Regions from separate parts of the Mus musculus genome. Here region 2 is linked to region 1. A link is a contact called in public Hi-C data. All regions are on one chromosome and are shown on one strand. The core of a region is the stretch at or near the end of the contact, and the rest is flanking DNA. Distances in the headings are between cores, read along the strand shown. Region 1 overlaps Lpp (LIM domain containing preferred translocation partner in lipoma). Region 2 overlaps Lpp (LIM domain containing preferred translocation partner in lipoma).

Evidence for each region. A called contact is a pair of places that touch in the nucleus more often than the background predicts.
Region 2: a Hi-C map of bone marrow-derived macrophages shows a contact between it and region 1, with 7 times the contacts expected there. The contact joins two enhancer-like sites. A contact is called at or near these places in 2 of 39 promoter capture datasets (the C10 cell line and liver), 1 of 15 datasets of contacts at CTCF or cohesin (the NIH/3T3 cell line), 8 of 484 Hi-C or Micro-C datasets (B cells, CD4 T cells, the G1E-ER4 cell line and 3 more) and 4 of 115 datasets of contacts at active chromatin or transcription factors (CD8 T cells, bone marrow-derived macrophages, microglia and 1 more).

The regions. Positions count from the first base shown.
Region 1 is chr16:24,626,770-24,634,171 of GRCm38.p6, reverse strand. The region is part of intron 5 of Lpp (LIM domain containing preferred translocation partner in lipoma); the gene reads right to left. Among named protein-coding and RNA genes, the nearest start is that of Mir28a, 200 kb to the left of the region's middle. Within about 2 kb of position 4,656, at least 111 of the 459 cell types and tissues checked have an H3K27ac peak or open chromatin away from gene starts, as enhancers often do. A contact at or near this core is called in bone marrow-derived macrophages, where this site is marked.
Region 2 is chr16:24,819,465-24,826,866 of GRCm38.p6, reverse strand. The region is part of intron 8 of Lpp (LIM domain containing preferred translocation partner in lipoma); the gene reads right to left. Among named protein-coding and RNA genes, the nearest start is that of Mir28a, 4.7 kb to the left of the region's middle. Within about 2 kb of position 4,161, at least 6 of the 459 cell types and tissues checked have an H3K27ac peak or open chromatin away from gene starts, as enhancers often do. A contact at or near this core is called in bone marrow-derived macrophages, where this site is marked.

The sequences.
Region 1 (7,402 bases), core at 3,407-5,906:
AGTACAAGAAATAACTTTATTTTCCCATTTAGATGTTCAATGAGTGGCTAAGGTCGCAAAGCTGTTTGCTCTCTGTGTCCTTTCAACATATATATGAATAGGAACAAAGGTATACACACAATAAATCATTTATAGTGTGAAGGATATAACACAACCATAAGAAGGTTATGCAGAACAAAACTAGACCATGCTTGTAGATCACAGTATTGAAATTATGTAGTTTGACTCTACAAAATAAAGGGAGAAAGATCTAGAGTCCAACGATAAAATTTCCAGATTGGAATATTTCAGTGAGGGGAGAAAAGCCAAAGACTATAAGCAGGTATGAGGGAGACTCAAGGTAGGTTTGAAAATGATGCATCTCTGCTTAAAGTATTGTACACACGCTGGTGAAATGAGGAGCATGCCACCCCTGCTGAACAAACTGATTAGACGTTCTGGTGTGATCCATTTCCTTCTGTGCCCCGGAAAAGGAGGAAAGAGGCAAAGTGCTTTGTTAATGAATCGGGGTAAAGTGAAGTTGAGTGAGAAAAATTGTGACTGGATTGCAGCTCCTTCCTATCCTGTGCATGTTAGAGCTATGACACAACACTGCTTTACATCCTAGTAGCTGAGGAGGATTGACACAATGCTGAGATTCAGCACTGCTAACTAGGAAGGTCAGAAAGCATAGCTCTGAAGCTTTGGAAGTCAAAACCAAAAATAAGGAGGACCGGATGTAAGATATCCAACGCACCCCACCAATTTCTCTCATCCAGACTGATATGATCACAGGCTTTCAAATGTGTTCAGCATTTCAAATTCACAACTACCCTTTCCCTAATATACTGTTAGAAAAGAAACAAATAAAGGTTAAGATTTTCTGTTAAATGGAGAATCTTAAGTTGGATAGGTTTTTACAAGAAAGGACACAGAGTCTGCCAAAGAGAGAGACAGGCCTCAGAGGTAGGCCAGGGCTGCATTCACTTGTACTCCATTACACCGATTCAGTTGGAACTGTAATGTATAACACGTTCACTTTGGATGTACAGCATGCAGTCACTGACAGGAATGGTCACTTTTGCTAAAGATGGGGCTAAATACGCAACTAAATGAAGTCAGAGTTTATAGAGTCCCTCTCCATTCTGGAAAATTTGATGTGTTTCTCTATGTATATACTAATAAGTCAAAATGATGGAAAACTGAATCTGGAAGGAAAGTTCACAAATATTCTCTCAATGGTTTTTTTCTGTCTGTCTCTATCCTTGAAACAAAAAAACAAACTGTAGACCTATGACACCTTTAATCATCTAGAAACATCTTTAAAAAAAATAAACACAGACTCATCAAATTTGTAGCTCTTTCCTGGCTTGACCTCCCAGGTCCTGAGATTGTAGGAGTATACCACAAGAATTGGCTCCTCCATCAAATTCTTAATCAAGAATACTCTAGAGTCAGGAAGAACGCCATCAGCTTTCCCAGGCTGCTCTACTCCCTGATCTAAGCTGGTGAGCATCCTCAGGACACAACGCCAGGCATCCTTCTGGAACAGTTACTACAACAAAGGGCTTGCACTGAAACTGTGCGGGGATTAAGTTCAGAAATTCCTTTACAACATAGACACACAGGATCTTTCCAGATGGCTCAGTGGTTAAGAACGCAGGCCATTCTTTCTAAAACCCCATGTTCTATCCCCAGAAAACAAATGGCAGCTTACAGCTCTAGTTGTAACTCTAGTCCCAAAATATCCAACAACCACTTCTGGCCTCAAAGGAAAGGCATACACATAGTTCACTGACATATCAATAGGTATAACTTCCTTAGATAAAATAAAATAAAAGAATGAACTGAGGCGCACACAACACAATGAACAAACAAATGTCAAACAAACTTCTTTCAGGGAAAGGTGAGGTCTCATCTCACTCAGATTCATGCTACGGATTTTAGAGGATATCTCTTTGCCCAGGTTGCTGATATGATACATTATCACATGGAATGTAATTTTTACAAATCATTACCAAGTATTCAAATTTTAGCAAGCAAAAGGAGTAATGAGGGGTGGTGGTATAGACAGTGGGAAGAAGGTGCTGCAGACACAGTTACTGATAGAAAGGGGAAATCAGCATCACATGTGACAATACATCCACTCTCTCAGGCTGGACAACAGCACTCCTAAGTCTCTCCATCCTGGGACCCAGTGAGGCTTCCACACTGATCCAGTCACTTCCTAGTCTCACTCCTAACCACAAAAGCTGTTCAGAAGAGCAGCATCCTCGGTGTCTGTCTGTTCTTCCCAAAAGACATCGCCTAGAATCTGTCACCTTTTAGACTGCCATGGGAAAGTATCGGGCTTTTAGGTGACAGATGCCTTGTCTTGAAGGGCAATGTAGGCTCTCTGTATCAGTGACCAGAGCAGGTATGATCCTCTTTACTATGTCATCAGCTTAAACTAAGACACTTAGAAAGCTCCCACTAGAACCACACCAGACGTTTCCACACCCAGGTAACTAAGCCATTTGCCACTTTTATATCTGGGTAACTTAATAATCTTCCAGCAACTACTAAGCATCTACAACCCGCTGGGCATTGTGGTACACTTATTACATGAAAAAGTGACTTGTGGCGGTTAAAGCTGAATATAGAGAATATCTGTGTGCACTGGCTGCCCACATGGCATATGACACGGGACAGGACAGTGAGCAGTTCCCCACATACCGTTAGGTACTGTGGGAAATGTGCAGCAGTAGACTTAGGGATTGGAGTTATAGGATTCAATTCTGATGCTGTACTCTCCAGGGAACAGTTATCAACACACAGAGACAACTGCAATGCAAAGTTCTATAAAGATTTACTGGGCTGACAAACACAAACCCACTGTAGAGTTACTTATATTTAAAAACTTAAGCATGCATCTTCCAAATCTGATCCCCTCTGGGCATGCAAAGTATCATCTGATAAATGCAAAACAACATGCCCTGTGCCAGAGCACACTGACTGCTGACTCTCAAGGTTGAAATCATGAAAGGAAAAAAAAATAAAACCCTCTGAGTTCTTTGCAGCAGCAATCACAAAGGCAACTGTTCAACGTATAACAGGAAAATTCTGAAAATTACACATATAAAAGTATATGCACCTAAATGTGTGACATATGAAAAGGCATATAAACACATGCTTCGACTTGGAAGGATGGAAGAAAGAATTTCTTATTACAATCTTTTTCTGTTGCAGCAAGTTTTCAAGCCCTCTATTAAACAAAGGTTTCTAAGCTAGAAGAAGACACAGGGAGGAAGGAATGGGATGTCTAAGTTGTTGTTTTCATGGACAGAATGAAGAAAGGATTGGCACTAATGCCCAAAGGTCAGGCAAGACCATTAAATGGTGACAGTACTTAACATTACTGCGGGTAAGAACAGCAGTCAGCAGTACCAGATAAATGTCTGACTTTAATGAGAGCATGAATTGATATCTAGGGAATATGATAGCATAATTCTTACTTAATGTTTTGTCAGCAATCATATAAAAATATGAGATGTATGTAACTGAAACAGCATATTTACATCTGGTTTCCTATATAAAGAAAGCTGACAGGAACTCCTAGACTGTATGGCTCTTCTTTATCCATCATAAAAGACTGGAAGAAAATCCTAGAAGGAAATGCTATGTGGCTACTTTATAAGTAGCAGAAAGATCATTTATTTATGATAACATTTAGTAAGTGCTTACTAAGTACCAGGCACTATTAAAAGAGTTTTTAAATATAATACCTAGCCTTCAAAATAAGCAGGAACTGTTCCTCTACCCTTTCCTACACCAGAGATCCAGAGAAGTTCACTCACTGGTCAAATAACCACATAGTTAGCATTTCTCAAACAGTGAACAGCTACTATTTATCCCATACTGTACCAGGAAAATAGAAAGGCAGTGAAGAGTAATGTCAAAAGGAAGACATTTATAATTCAGAAAAAATTCACAGTCAGATACCTAAAAAATCAGCTAAGGAAGAATATAAATTATAAGGCAAAGTGGAAAATACAAATCCTACAGAAAACACATGGTTAAACTCCATTTCTGTTTTTAAAAGAATGAATTTCTAGACAAAATTGGGGTTGAACAACGTATGGAATTAAAATGACTAAGCTTACTCTACGCAGCCTTGATCCACATCAGCTGAGGCTAGACATCCTTAGGATGAGCTCACAGTCTGAAGTCCTTGGACATGACAGGTAACTGTGTAATAGCAGTCACAGTCATGGGAATGGAAGCTTCCTTAGAGCAGGTCCCAAGTTCATGAGGAGAACTGAGCAAAACCTCAGAGACGCCAAGACACATGGAGAGAATTAATGTGTGGATGGCCCCATCCAGTCATTGCCGAGTGAGCAGAGGGGTGACAGTGGGACTCTAAGCTGGCACACACCTCATGTGCACTGAAATTCTGACCCCCAGACAGTAACTGCTGAAGCCCCTGCCCTGAGCTGTAACTGTGCAAGGATGTGTTCCTGGAATGTTTGCTCAACATCAGCAGGTCAGAGAACTCCTACCAGAGACCATATCACTGATCTAGCGTGGCAAGGATTTCACGAACACTGAGAAGCAAAACCTGAACTTTTGTACAATCCCCACCATCACAGGAAGCACACAGTCGACCACAAATACTGTATTTTCTAGAACTTTCTTAAGAACTATAAAGTAACCCATTTGCAGAAGTTGTTGATTTTGTGCATGGGGACTGCACTGTTTGTGAGATTGAGGAAGCAAACGAAGGCTGATTTCCTGGGGTGAGTCACGGCCGTAACCCCCTTTTACTGTATTAATAGAACGGGGGGGGGGGGGGAATTTTCCAGGAAACATGTATTACCACAAAGACCAAAATAGAAAAAGGTGGCGGGTGACTTAATCACTAAACAGAGAAGAGTAGTCCCCTATCTTTATCAGAACAAGAAAACAATAAATCAAACCAACACATTTTGAAATGTGTTAACATCTTCACAGTTCCAGAGCTCTGTTTTAATATCACACAAGATTTTGTATTAGCAGAAATTCCATGAAAACTCTAGGCTGATTACAGATGAACAAAATTTCTGAAGAATTAAGTAGACTCTCTTGAAATAGTCAAACATCCACTTGTTCCTTTGAGCCTGAAATTAACAATGTATACCAACTGTGTGCCAGACTCCTGTCTTCAAGAACCAAATAGCTGATGAGAAAGTCACAGCCCTAATGAAGTCCAGTCTCTGCTGCCTGCCATAGCAACTCTTTTCATCCTGCTTCTGGAGGATTCCACAATGACAGCTCAAACACTAGTTCTGATCTCAGCCTCAGGATCAGAACTGTGTTGACTCTCATGAACATGGACACCTACAAGACTCCACTCTGGCTCCTGTCTTTCCTTGCCTCATATCGGGAAGAAAGCACTGTGGCCATGACAAGGGTAGATCAGCATCAAGTGAAAGACACTAACAAAACAATTTCTTAAAATTAACGTGACAACTGAGAGAGGAGGATCAGGAATGATATCTAGAACATGGTTAATACTAAAAAATCTTTACTATAGGTCATGTTACTATTATTAAAACAGTGATGACAAGAAGGAGAGGCTCAGTTTGTCACAGGGACAGAAGCAACTGTAAGGACATGCGTTCAGCTACCCTTTGTCTATGTCCTCACTTAGGATCCATCACATATCACAATGAAACTATGTGAGACACAAGAACACAAGTAGTGTGGTTTTCCTTTGGTTTATTTATGCAGGGTAGGATTTGAACCCACCACCTTAACAGTTGTTTGGCAAACCTTCTACTACTGAGCTATACACTCCCAGCCCCACACAGGATAATATACCAGGAACTGTCAGTAGACTACACCTGAACTCATGTGTCCATTGTTCAAGATCAGTGGGTATGGCTAGGAGAAAAATCTGTGCAACCATCTCTACCTCCTCCAGTACATAAAACCCTCTTATCTAATCAGTTCTAAATATCCTTCCAGAGCTGCCCGGGTTCAGTTCAGGGAAGCAGGCAGTAAATATCTGAATCCTCCAGCACGTTTCCCCATACAGTTATATCTATGAAGACCTTGACTGTAGGGACTATAGGAAAGACACATGACCAGTAACAAGGCAATGGGAATTCAAATTATTTTGTCACTTCGAATACTTTAATAAGCCACTGCTAGAAATGTTGGGCTAGATTCTTATACTATCACATTTAATGAAAACATAAACTTATGTCAGTCCTTAGTTAATGAACAATACAGAGTGACCTGGGGATGAAGAATTGATGCAGAATTAAGTGTTCTTACTGTTCTGCGGGGAAGACCACGTTTGGTGCCCATCACGCACATAAGATGGCTCAAACTGCTTGTAGCCCTAATTCTAGGAGATCCTAGACTTCCTTCTGGACTCTGAGGGAACAGCACTCGCAGCTGCATACAGTTAAAATAAATATGCCTTTAAGAAAACTATACGCCTGTATTGATGAGCAAAGAATTATAAAAAAAAAAATAGGAGCTGACAAATTACAAAATAGAGGTTTGGGGTTACTAAGTAAATTTGCTTTTATTGATCTTATAAAAATACATGGAAAATCTTCAAATGTATCTAATGTTATCAAAGAAAAAGAATACAAACTAGGCTTATACAATTGAAACAATCAAGGAAAGAGCAAATCTTCCAAATAACAGGAACTTTTCTTTGTAACAGCTAAATGAATGTGTATCACTTACCATGCTCATCAAAAGCAGGGGTTTTGAACAGAGGTTCCAGTCTTCTCAGAGACCTCTCATAAAGAAAGTCTGGAGAGACATCCCTGGGACAAAACCTTATTCAAAACAGCAGTGTGGAGTGGGACTTAGAAAGTCTACCACTACCAACACCAACACCACAACCACCACCACCATCATCATCATCATCTCATTTTCTAAGTCATATTATGTGAACAGCATTGTAAAAGGTGAAACAAAGTCTGGCCTCAAATTTTAGGGGGTTTACACTTCCTAAAATAGTCTACTCAGGTTCCAAACACTGGCCGTTCTGATCATCCACTCTGCAATTTTATAGCCAGTGATACTATGTGGAAACAGCTGTGTAGACTCAGTTCAAGCTCCATAAAATGAGAATAACCCCTGGCATTTAGATATCAAAGAGTCCTAAAGATCAAATAGAGTAATGGTTCTCCATGTGTGTTATAAGACACCATGCAATACTGAAAGGTTTTCTTGGCTTCTGTCACCGTTAATGTTATGTTTGAGACAGATGAAGAATAAAGAATAAAGAATAAATTTCTATCAAGGAACTGAGTCAGAGACCAAGCTATGAGAAAACAGCATCCCTGTCTGTCTACTCCACTGCGATAATAGGAAGAGCTAGACAGTAGTGTTAGATATATGAGAACTTGGAGCACCCTCACCAAAAGGTACTAGCAGAGTA
Region 2 (7,402 bases), core at 2,912-5,411, 190 kb before region 1:
AGAAAGCATGGGGAAGAAAGACTAAGCACAACTAAACGGATGCCTGTTTTGTTTTGTTTGGGATTATCCTGGGCTATCTGTATGACTTTGGAATTATCCGCTGTGACCTGGTGAGTTCAGGAGTGGGCACACACCTAAAGACAAAGCTAAGAGAGAGCCTTTTGGAGAGCTTGACTCTGAGGCCCTCAATCAGCACCCCTGTTCCTCTTAACCACACACAAGCCAGCTTCCTTTGGTTTTCCCCTTAGTTTAAGTCTGATGCCCAAACCCTGCTTGAATACATGCAGCTTTCACATCCTTGATGTTGTGGTTCCCCTTTCCCCTGTGCTGTTTCAAACTTCCTGCAAACACCAGATAGATAAGAAACCCAGCAGAAGCCACGATGTAACTTGTTGCACTCTTGTGCAGCCCTCGCTACATTAAGACCATGTGTGGCACCATGAGTACTTTCCCACGCTCTCCAATCTTGTCTGTATACGCCACAAGTTCTTTATACTACCTGCTCACCAGAATCACTAGAGAAGGAATTCACAGCAATTCTTCCCCAAAGACCATTATCTCCATGACTAGGGGAGGACCAGGACGTTAACAGTATTAGATGGCTTCCCAGCAAGTTCTGAAGGATGACCAGGGACAAGAACAGCTGCTACTTAACCAACAGAAGGAATGAGCTATGTCACCTTTGGTTTCTTCATTATGGATTGCCATCCCTAAGGGTATCATCCCATAATATAGATGAAGAAAGTTAGCATGACATAGGTCATGAAAGGCAACACTTTGGTCCAAGGTTATCTGATCCTAGGGCTAGACGTCCTAGGCTGAGTGACTATATCAAAATATTTTATGGTTTCTCTACAGAAACATCTATCACAGGTCAGTCTGCAAAATAAGGCATGGTGACAATTCAGAGTCTTACCTTAAAGGAACCTAGAATTTTCTATCTTCTATTCTCGTTGGTAGAGGCTGGAATCTACAGAAAGTCAGCCATAGGAAGTGCTTTCTTGCCGAGATTCATTATCAGTGTTTCATGTTATTATCCACAATCATAAAGATTACATTTACTGGCAACTCTGTGGAGAGCACTGGACCAAATATTTTATTTAATAATCAGAACTTCCTGTGAAGCAAATGCAGTTAATGTCCCCCATGATATGGATGAGGAAATTAAGCATTACATAGGTCATGAATGATAACATTTTGGCTCTGACCCCAAGCCCTAGACTATAAGGCCAAGGGGATATTACCCTGACTATATCAAAATCATAATTACATAGAGAATCAGGCATGGATAAAAGGTTCTAGAAAGTGACAAACCAGAAATTATTTAAAGAAAAACTGAATAAGTATCCCAAGAGGGGATGGAAGAAGTATGCAACCTGAATCCCCTGCCTGTTGAGGCTCACAGGCTGGAGCAAGGGATGACCAGCGGGGAAATGCTTAGGCTTCCTTGGGTTTGTACATGGGAACTCTTGGGATGCCATTTTTAAGCAGTTGCTTTCTGATGTCAAACACAGGATACAATCTCTCTGCTAAGCTGGTCATGTAGCCAGGCCTGCTCACCAGAATCACTAGAGACTGAATTCACAGCAATTCTACCCCAAAGACCATTATCTCCGTGACTAGGGGAGGACCAGGCGTTAACAGTATTAGATAGCTTCCCAGCAAGTTCTGAAGGATGACCAGGGACAAGAACAGCTGCTACTTAACCAATAGAAGGAATGAACTATGTCACCTTTGGTTTCTTCATTATGGATTGCCATCCCTAAGGGTGTTTACATTGTATTTATCACCTACTCTCTCTGTTCCAGATCAGCTCACTCCATGCTCTCAACACCAGCTGTGAGAACATTTTTGACTCCCAGGCCATCCACTGCTCATGTAATGTCTATTACTATGAACACCAGGAGCCAGGCACTGCACATCCCGCCCCCACCTTTGCACACTGCAGGGTTGCTCCACTAGTCTTCAGGTTCTTGTCCTTTAACCTGTCAAATCCAATATAACTTATTTTTCAGCTTGTTTTTAGAGAATAGAACAAGAGAATACATCACAAAACTCAATTATTGTTAACTGTATAGCCTTGGGCAAATAACTCACCTTCTCTACGGTTCAGTGCCCTCTAAAAATGAAGATAACTGTAGCAGCCACACATGCAAGGTCTGTTCTAGGAATGATGTGGGTAACAAGACAGACGAACAATGTTTGACATATAAACATATAATAAGAAATAGCCATGTCTCTTTGAGTCATCAACCACTGAATACCACATAGTGTAGCTCTGTGCCTGTCAATTTAGGGCCTGTTTCCCTAAGGATAGCGGCACTTCCTACAGTGGGAGCTCAGGATCACTGCTAAGCCCATAGTCTACTGAACTGCATTCTGTGAGCTGCCTGACGATCATCATGATGACATGGTGCTATGGCTCTGTAGTATAAATACTTCAGGAATCACAGGCACAGTCTGAGCATCTTCACCATCCTATAGCATGTTTTCAACAACACATTAGAGAGACCTGGTGAAAAGAAAGGAAATTGTGTTTTCCTTTCAGTGTTGTATAATTTTGATTTCATATTAACATGCCTCAGGGAATAAAATATGTATTTACATAAAAATTCTGGTAACGGCATTTTGAAAAGTAATTAAATGAAACACCAGATTCTAGCTGCTAAGGGCTCCATCTCTAATGCTAGGGATATGATAAGACCTAGGCTGTCTACCCTTCCAAACATTTTTATTCACAAGCTTCCAGTGAGAGGCCCAGCTCACCTACTCACTACATCTTCTGGATCTTACTTAGCATTGTACTGGCTAGAATAACTACAAGGACAAGGTTAGTGTGCTCAAAAATGTCAAAACCTATGCTTTCTTCTTTTCTGCTCATCTTTGACTTCCAACAATGTCCAATGGTGAATTTAGCAACTAGGCTCCAAAGTTTTACAAGCCAAATAGGTAAATTTTTAATAACCTGCTGTTCATATTAAGTGTGCTGGATGGAAATTTAGGAGTAAGGTTCAAACTTTTCAAAGCTTGAAAAGTATACAGATTTATCTGGTAGAAGACTGTTTATTGATATAAAAATCAAATCTGTCTAGGATACTGCTTATATTACTCTACATTGTTTGCTTTTGTGATATAGTCCTGTTTTGTAACTCATAATGTTCCTGACCTCTGGATCCTGCTGTGTGGGATTTCAGACATTCACCACTACACCCCAAATTATGATTCTGATGGTATAATACCTATGTATCTAGGAGTATAAAACCAAGACTGTAGAATATATTATTTAACAAGTTAGTTTGGTCAAAAAAAAAATTCTAGGACAAAGGCTCAAAATTCCCATGACAAGTGGAGGATGGGCTTCTTGTAGATGAAGAGATACAGCCTGAAGCTAACCAACTTATCTTATCTTGACAACTTCAAGCCAAGGGTCCCTTGAACAATGTCACAGCTGACTGGGAATGGTGTGCAGGGAGGTTTCCAGGTCCATGTTCACACTGTAATTGTAATGTCTCTGCATTTAAAAATTAAGATTTCTTGATACACAGCCCAACTATGTATGCACTTACATTGGCTTTATCAAAGTGCCTATAAATATATACATAAGTAGAGTCACAAATGCAAGTGTCTTGCTCTACACTCTCAGGCCTAACTCTGTAAGTATTCACACTCTGAACATATTTCAAGGCTGTTCCCTGCATTTGCAGTCTTGTGATTCACTTCTAGATTAGGAAATAATCAGGGTGTATAGTCAAAAACTCAGGCAGGAAGGCAGATGGACACAGCAGCCCTTACAAACTGTTTCCCTAGGATACCAGGCAGAAGCAGGATCTTAACCAAGTATGGAACTGGCAGCCGGAATTTGGAAATAGAAACTGAGCTGGGGACTGGTGGGAAACCCCAATAATCCATCTTCCAAATGATGTACAGGAGATGACATCTGAGTAGGGGGCATGCTTTGTGGGGTGGAGTTCAGTAAGTCTTAGAGAACAAGTGTTTCCCCAAATGATAATTTCAGTAAAAAGAACCACACACAGCTTCCAGCAAGTCTTCGTAGCCATTTATGAGAAACGAAAAGAGAAAGAAATAAGTCTACATGGAGAAACCATGTCCAAGGCCTGACTCATGGTCAAATGCAGAACCAGACTTGTGAATCTGCATAGACTAGACATCCCATTACCTTATTACCATCTGTCTACCCCGAGCACCAAAATAGGCTTTTACAGAGTTCCTGGGCTACTCACTGCATTTCCACAGACTTTGAAACATCCTACAGAACTTAAGATCTCTTTTGTACAATTTTCAGTGACTCACCCTACCCACATGCACTTTAGATTAAAAGCTAATGTTACTTTTCTCTTGTATTTTATCAGATTATTTTAACATTCCCTATGAAAGACAGAGACAGGGAGATGGGCAAGGAGACAGACTCTGGTCAGGAGGGATCTATGAGTGCAGGTGCTCATAAAATCCAGTAGAGGGCGTCAGATCTCCTTGGGAATGCAGTTCTGGCAGTTATGAGCTATCAACCCTGGGTGCTAGGAACCAACTCACATCTCCTTCAAGAGCAGTGAGATCTCAACTGCTGAGCCACGTAGGACATCATTTGTTCCCCACAGCAATCCTTTTAAAGATTTTTCAATTGTGTGTGTGTGTCTGTCTGTCTGTCTGAATATGGGAATATGGGAAATGAATATAGTTCCCTTGTATTTTACTGTGATCTCAGGGCACTGTGTGCCTTTTTCTCATTTACAAAGATGTGTTAAAGAACACAAGAGATAGTTTCCCAAGAAGAGAAAGTGACTGTGCAAACACCTACACTATGCGGCCAATTTCAGTGTAAGGGTTCGTGTGTTCTAGGCACAGGGCTTAAGGCCGCCCTTCCCTGGCTGTGGTGTTTGTGTCACCTCTCTCCAGTGCTGAACCTTGGCTCCCATCTCAGTAAGAATGGTATTCCATTAGGGTCTCGTGGCGATTAGTGACATGCTGTAATATTCAATACAACTTAGTCATCAATAAAGGCTTTACTCTGCTTCCTGCCATGAGCTACAATCAGGACGGAAGCAAACTTCTACTAGTACCAGGCTCTCGTCTACATTAGATGGGTCAGCTTTCTCTCTTCCCACAGTCTTTACACTTGCTGACATCCCAATAACAAATGTCATGTGGGTGCCTGGTCCAGCAGAAGCTATAAAAGACACCAGAGCATGGAGAACCTGAGGAGGAATTAAGAAGCCTCGGAAAGTGTGAAGTGAGGGATGTATGGTATGCATTTGTGTGCACTGACACATGCCCATCAGGAAGAGTGGGTAAAAGAAAGCCCTATTCCCTGAAAGTCACACCAACCGCATTACCCTTGGATTGAAAAGTCAGTGATTTCCTGCATATGCATCACGCATTTAAATTTGGAAGCAATTTTTCCTCGTGAGATAGTTCATGCATTGCTATTAATATAGAAAATTCCCAGAAGTCAGTGAAGAAAGGTTATGGATCTAGAAAGCTAGGGTTCAAGTTTTTGTTTGGCCACTGTGTACCTTTGAAACCCTGAGCAGGTCCTTGGGACTCAGTTTTTTAACTTGAAAAGACACAAGATACAATATGGACTTTATGCACTTTGGATGATTATGGTGAAGCCTGAACGAGGTAATAACTTGATTCCTTCAGCTAACAAATCCTCCCTGAGCTTTTCCTTCTTGCCAAGTGCTGAAGTGAGGCTCCAGCAGCCAACATAGCAGCTTCTCCCTTACAGAACTCAGCTTGTATATGAATGTGTGAGTTTGTTCAATATAAGCAACACACAGACACAAAATGGATACACATACACATTTATACTACACACTTATGTGCATAGCATAGGATAAGTGCTGAACTACACAGAAATGCACGTAAAAGAACTTTGTAAACAACAAAAGGCATTCAAGTCCAAAGTGCCTATTCAGCTCCACATAGTAGGACAGGCCTGCATGCAAGGATTTGGGAGTTTGAGTTTTAAATATTATTAATTCAAGTCCAGCCTGGGCTACATGACATCCTGTGACAATATCTATTAATATTGTTATAGTAGGGATTGCAATATAAACTTTTCTAGAAGTAATCCATCCTTGTGTCTTCCCATAAATGTGTACTTTTTTGAAAAGTACATTAGGGGGCAGACCCATAAATGAATCAGGTAAGTTAGAAGTAGATCTGGCCTTCAGAAGGTTTATAGATCATAAAGACAAGGTGCAAAATAAATTCATACTGTCAGTGATATAAGTCAATACAAGGAAAGCCATCTCAAAGAGTGTGCAAATACATGGCCATTCTTGGATGTGGAGAGGAGACTTCTGGAAAGAAAGTGCAGTTTCAGGAGCAGCAAAGCTTGTCCTGGCCACGAAACAAGGCCTGGAGACCCTAGGTGGTTCCCAGTGCACAGAGGGAAATGCAGACAGCAGCGATGGCATAGGGTTCTCAATTTAGCTCTTTAAGTTTTGGCCAATGCAGGAAATCTCCTTGTTCCAGCCCCCAAGTTGTAGCCTTCACTAACATGGAATAAGATCTGTGTTTCTTGAACATAGTTTTTCTAATTTCAAAAAAAGTTTCTGGTAACTATTACAGAGGCTCTATTTTGGCCTCCAGAATGGAGACCCTTTCAAAGACAGTAAGGAAATAAAATGAAAAAAATAAAAAAGTTTGTTCCTCTCCATGGAGTATATACACTAGTCACTTCCAAAAATACAATTGTGGAAAACTGAAGCTTTTCCTATGAAGTAAATGAAGCATATATAGTTTTTCTCTTTGTTGGTGGACCGCGAGTACATTACTGTCAATTTCTACTGCACAATTGTGAAGACGCTGGGGTAAGGAATTATCCCCAATTCCTGCAAGCATGTGAAACATGAAGTTTGAGAAGTATGCTTTTTGGCTTCCCTTCAAATACCCTTCTTATGATGAAGGGTGTGAACTGGAAATAAAGATGTCTTCGTTCATCAGAAAGGCTGTGAGCATTCTTGCTTGGTAGTCCAAATAAATGGCTGAAAGCTGCCAACTGTATGCAGCTTTGAGTCACTGTGTTGTTAAAGCCACCGAGAACAGAGACAATCTAAAACGATCTGATTTAGGGATGGCCTTCCAATTGTTGTGATAGAAAAACAAAATCTGCACGGAGCGAGGGTGACAGTATGTAGCTGTCACATTTCAAGACATTCTAGAGAACTAGAAAGAGGAGGAAAATGATGGTGGAGATATGGAAGGAGGCGGAGAAATTGAAGCAGCAGGAAACACAGTCTCTACAGCTCTCTTTGTAAAATGGTGAAAGCAAAAGCCTTCCTCTGTGACTGATGCTCGGGCAGGCTTGTCTCTTACGCTTACAGCTCCTATTCACCAATGAGTCAAGTGCCCATTTTGTTGTTATTTCTTCCTCACA